Linked DNA regions of Danio rerio: region 2 is linked to region 1. The links are chromatin contacts, called in public HiCAR-type maps. All regions are on one chromosome and are shown on one strand. The core of a region is the stretch at or near the end of the contact, and the rest is flanking DNA. Distances in the headings are between cores, read along the strand shown.

Region 1 (3,096 bases), core at 513-3,012:
GTGACCCCAAATTCTACTGGAGGTATCTTTCGGGCCTGGAAGGATCACAATGCAAGCGTTTGAGACCACTGACAGTACAACCAGTTAGCAACCTTTGATGGATCTGCTACGTGCCTCTGAGACCAGAAGCCTCTTGGGCTGATAGTGTATCGGATGGCCTGTTAATTATACTGACTTCAAAAGAGCAGGCGCTGATGTCTGAGTGTGTCACACGAGTGTGTCTGCATGTGGACATTTCTGTCGGGCCAAAGGTGTGCGATTTCTACCTGTGTGGGAATTCAGGAGCTGTCTGGATTAGCCTGATTAGTGTCTCATAATCCTACAAGATGGGATGTTTTTTTTTTTTAGTTTCCCATTGTCTTTGTGGTAACGGTGGTAACCTGACCAGAGGAATTTGATGACAGCTTCTAACCGCAAAATTAGGGTTCTACCCAAGCGGCGACACAAATATTGCCATATGTAGATTAAATTAGCCTGTAATTCACCACTGATGTAGTAACTTAGATATTTGTCACCTACTTTAAGTTGGCCATGAATCATTGGTGTCAACTGTCAACTAAAGACGTTCATCTTTATCATCAGGACACCTGGACAGGGAAAAATTAGTCGTGTGGGACGAAAGCTAACTATGTTCACTCGCTACTTAGATTTTAACAAAACTCCAACACTACAGAAACAAACCAATACCAACTACTTTAATTGCTTTTTAACACATATTGTGATAATGGAGTAAAATGTAAGCAATTCAAAGCTTATATAATAGAATGCTAAGCAGTTAACTATCACTATTACAACTCATTAACATGGTAAAACTTTTTTTTTAAACACTTTAATGTAAGCATCTTAAAACAAACAAAAAAAAAAACATTTCTTTCCTTTTTTGGAGGAGGCTGGGGGGTTAGAATCTTTTACTAGAAAATATTGTTTTTGTCATGCTATTTCAAAATGTTCACTTGCTGTTTCTACAGAAGTCAATCCCAGACGAGCCCCTTATTCTTAGCACATTTCTGGCTATTGCATGAAATAGATACCCTCAAAACTGATGGTATGTAAGATTATTTATTTTACACAACATTATTATTATTATTATTATTTGTTATCATTATTATTATTATTATTGTTTTATTATTATTATTTTTTAAACATTTGTGGGCTAAAAATTAAAGGGCAACATGGCAGTAAAACTTGTTATATGGAGCAGGCTGAAGAGTTGACTTTGGTAGAAAGTCAGGTAAATTACTTTAAATATAAAATTACTTTTCGATTTCCCTCCTGCAATTTAACCAATCAACAATAAAGTCTCCAGCTGTAGCCATAACAACATGATTCATTTATTTATTGGGAGTTGTTCAATTATTGTTCAGTTCAATTTATAAAGACCTTGTGATTCTATGCACCAAACACAAACTGTTATTAAAACAGTTTTAAAATAAAGTGCATTAAAAGCAAATATTGATGTTTGTTACATATCATAGTGCAAAAAGCATAAAAAATGTCCAGTTTTTGGATGAAAACATTATAACTGTTCCTTAATCTTTTGCTAAAACTTATGTAAATTCTAATGAAATAAAATACAGTCAGTGTAAAGAAACACAAAGTCATGTTTTCTGTTTCAATGAACACGAACAAATTTCCAACTGGTTTGTGTGTAGGTTTGTGTCAAAGTGATGTGTTTTAACAGTAGCTGGGGTGTTGTTTGCCCTGTGTAGTTTCTGTGGAAAGTGCAGGATGGACAGAGGCCTCTGACCTCCACTCTGGTGTGGGACCTTGGGGGCCCTCAGGGGTCTTCAGATCAAAGCTCGAGTCAGGGGATGAGTGAGCAGAGATGACTGACTGTTTGCCCAGCAACTGGTGCAGAAAGAGACAAACAAAAAGGTCCAAGGCTGATTCACAACCTCGACCGACTGATAGTTAATAAAGAAATGACCAGCAAGGCCATGCATGACGAGACAAAGAGAGATTATTTTGGGGATGAGACCTTATTTACTTCATTAGCTATTTCAGTAGACAAAATTAATAAAAAAAATATTTCATCCAAAAATTAAGTTATTTATCTGAAAAAATATTAAAATCCAAATAAATTTTATTATATTATTGAATTGCATTTTATATGCATTATAAACTGATTCCTATCCAGTATATTTCTGATCACTAGTACATATAGTATTATTTGTTCAGGCTTCACTTTCAAACTACCCTTTTTTTGAGGAAAAATTAATTCCCATGAACATGGCCCAAAACCCAAAATACCTCAAAACATTAACTGCAGATTTATGTTAACAATCTAGAGGGGTTTAGACAAACCTCACCCTCTATTTAATACCCCACAATTCACCAGTTCCCCAGATTGTAGAAATTGCTGCTCCATTCACTGCCCTTTGGTCCTCCAATGGCAAACAAAAAGACACTAAACTCTCCCATAGTTCATGACAGCTTTTTTTTTCTCACTTAACAAGGTGACAAACTGTTAGCATTATCTCAGAATGGCTGGTATCTGTACGACTTGTGTCTCCCTATAGATCCATATGAAGTGTTCATATGTGCTCCTCAAGGACTCTCCATCTCAATGCCTTTTCCACATGTCCGATGTGGGCTTAATTACTGCACTCAGCTGTGCTTGCTAATGTGTTCTCAATTCCAAAAAAAAAAAAAAAAAAACTTAAGCAAATGATATTTTCCTATTAAATAATACAGTTCCCCATGTTATATACTTTAAACATTCGTTATTATATTTACTTTGTTAATTAAAAGTTTTGGCAAGTGTTAAATAGAAGCTTTTCACTGAGGCTGTATTTATTTGAAAGTAGCAGTTTTATTATTGAATGTAATCTAAAATAAATGATGAAAAGATTAGTACTTAAAACTGTTCTAAAACAAAGTCCCTTTAAGGCAGGGGTTTCAAACAAAAATTGGCGGGGGCCATTTCAGTGGCTGACAATTCATAGAAGGGCCATTTTAACATTTCAAGCACAAGAAAAATTGACGTAATTGGTGCATCTTGGGCAACATAGTGCACATGGTGTTTATAATTCAAGCATTACCTGTCACAAATCAACAAATCAGCACGTTTTTTGCTTCACACAACTGCTGAAATAT
Region 2 (2,977 bases), core at 397-2,896, 390 kb after region 1:
ATGAGGCAAAGCTAACCTAAACCTTCAGAGTGAGACGCGTCCTCGTGACTGACTGACACCTGTCAATCTTCATCACGCCGCCGCTCCTTCTATCGGCGAGTTTTTGCTGACTGAAGTTCCTCTTCCCTGTCCGGTTCTTCTTTTAATGAGTGTGACTGGTTTAGTCACGAAGCAGACTGAGGTTTTAATAGCTGTCAGTTACCTGCTAGCACTCGATATCCCTCCAGCCTGCCTGAGCAGATGGCTATCAATTTCCAGTTGTGAAAATCAAGCTTATACAAACACTAGGACCAGGACGCATAGTCTTTAATATCCCTTTTTGATTGATTTGGTTTGTGGTGGAAGTGAGGGTAGATTTTTTTTTTTTTTTTTTTTTTGGTTCGGCCGGCTGTCATGCTCCAAGAGTTCTGTGAAAATCATTAAATATGAGCATATGAGCAATGGTCCGTCTCATCCGGGTCGAGCAGCAGGTGAGATCTTCTCCTGCAACTCAGTTAAACGAGAATTCACTGATGAAACATTAGTAGGATGTTAAATACCTGTATATTTAGTCGGAATTATAAATAAGGTTAAATGTTTTTAAAAATGTGCAGGAATTTGTGTTTTTATTTATTTAAAGTAATGATCTGAAGGAATGAGCGCGTTTTTCTTCAATACAGCTTGATATCACTATTGTTTATTATTATTATTATTATTATTATTATTATTATTATTATTATATTTTATAAGAGCAGCCTACTTACACTGAAGCAGTTAGTCTATACTGACGTTTGTCAATCTTCTAATTATTGTGGCTAAAGAAAAAGCTTGCAAAATAATAAATAACATGGTTTAGTATACTTGTTTGGTCATTTATAAATTCACAAAAAAAATATTTTAAATAAATAAATAAATAATACTTTGCCGCCTTCCTAAGGAGGGAAATATTAAACCTAGTCTGTATTAACAGGGTATTTGACGCTACGCAAGCATTACAATATATACAGCGTACACTTACAGTTACAGTAAAACCCGAACAAGTGAAATTGGCACATGCACTGTAAAAAAAAAAAAAAATCATGGTTGCCTTAAATTTTTAAGTTGAATCAAATAACCTTATGAGTCCATTGAACTTACATTTTGTTAAACTGGTCTAAAACACCTTGTGTAACCTATAAAATTAAGTTAGAATATAATTAACTTAGTTTAATAAGCACTAATTAAAACATACCGTCATAAATAATTTATCATATATTTTTTTACAGTGTGGAAAAGCAACTAATGTATTATCTTATAGCACTAAGCAATTAGCTACTAAAGGCTAAAACAAAGAAGCTAAAAATGTACAGATAATTTATTAATAATAATATTAATAATAATAATAATAATAATAACCATGATATTATGTTTTAATACACATTGTTTCATCCAAACCTATTTATTTTGGATTGAAGTGTCGGACATTTGTGTTTTCATTAAACGCTTTATTTCTGAGAAATGTACATTGTTTTACGAGGGAAATTTAAACTAAGCGCCATCATGTTTATAGAAATTCAATCTTCTCTTTACAGACGCAGTAGTGCTCGCGCCGCTCTCACAGTGAAGTTGTGGCACATGCGGCGCGCGCACAGTGTGTGGCGGTGACATGACGAGCCGCGCGGCCTCCAGACCACAAAAAACCACTTCCCTGTCATATAACCCCGTACGAACCACTTCCCTGTCATATAACCCCTATATTTCTGCTCCAACAGGGAAAAGAGACACACGACGAAGCAGCGTTTATTATAGGCGACATGTGTAGGACATGGACATGTGATTTAAAGATCAGTAGCCTAATTGCAATGCACTCATTTAGAATGAATGTGACCAGTAGTTCTAATATAACTCAGCAAATAAATACAAGTAAAATCTAGGCTACATCAAAGCAGAATACATTCTATGAAAAAAAAATTCTAGAATCTGATCTTATATTCAAACAAGCATTTTCGTATTTTTATTTTATTTTTTTTTTTTACATTTTTGTGTACAGTGACAGTGCATGTGTTTAGCTGGTGTGCCCACAGTCACGGATGTGCAAAGTTATTGTAAGATGAAAAATTTTATTTTCTGCGGTAGGCCTATTGACGCATTCAAAAATGTTTTAGACAACACCATATGTGTATATGTATTTAAATAAAAAAGTAATCATGTAGCGAGATATGTACTGTAAACGGGAGCGATTATTGCAAATATATGTAAGCTATTACTATTTAATTAATTGTTAAATTATTAAATTATTCGCATAAATGCATTCTTAAACGAAATTATATTTTCCTGTTGTATTGCACATTTTTTAAAGAAACCGAAAGAAAGAAACACGTATTTACATGTTATCTATAGTCCAATAATTGAGATATTTAATATATTTTTAAGAACCGACAGATTACTGTTAAAAACTATTTGTTTAAACACCATTAAATTTGCCAGTGATTTTAAAATCATTGTCTAGGACTGAATTGCGACTGGAAGAGCATCCGCTGTGTAAAACATATGCTGGATAAGTTGGTGGTTCATTCTGCTGTGGCAACCGCTGTTGAATAAAAGGACTAAGCCCAAGGAAAAGGAATTAATTAATTTTAAAATCAAACTTTTTCTTTTTCAATATCTTTGGAACTGCAGACTCTAATGTAAACACAAATACAAACCCAACAGTTGGGTTGAAAAATTATTATTATTATTAATTTTTTTCTAAGTAGGCCTACTAACCAAACCTCCATAATAACCCACCGCTGGGTTAATACAACCCCGCACTTGTTTGTGTAAGCGAGCGAATATTTAATGATATTATTATCATTTTTTTAATGATTTAAATAATGTTCTGTGATTTAGTTTTTCATTGACATGTTTATGATTTATTGATTGATAAAATAGATTCTAAAGAACTTCTAACGTCAACAAAGCAGTAGGTCTAATTACTGAAGAGAAGTTATTATGATAATGAAGCCGGGTCGCATTGCAC

Evidence for each region. HiCAR-type assays count read pairs that join an accessible place to other places.
Region 2: a contact with region 1 is called in a HiCAR-type map of caudal fin, with 6 times the contacts expected there. The contact joins two enhancer-like sites. A contact is called at or near these places in 1 of 18 Hi-C or Micro-C datasets (embryo) and 1 of 4 datasets of contacts at active chromatin or transcription factors (caudal fin).

Annotation. Positions count from the first base shown.
Region 1 is chr24:15,229,294-15,232,389 of GRCz12tu, forward strand. It overlaps a transcript of eya1 not described here. Among named protein-coding and RNA genes, the nearest start is that of msc, 49 kb to the left of the region's middle. Within about 2 kb of position 1,763, at least 11 of the 62 cell types and tissues checked have an H3K27ac peak or open chromatin away from gene starts, as enhancers often do.
Region 2 is chr24:15,616,510-15,619,486 of GRCz12tu, forward strand. No RefSeq gene overlaps it. Among named protein-coding and RNA genes, the nearest start is that of xkr9, 59 kb to the right of the region's middle. Within about 2 kb of position 1,647, at least 4 of the 62 cell types and tissues checked have an H3K27ac peak or open chromatin away from gene starts, as enhancers often do.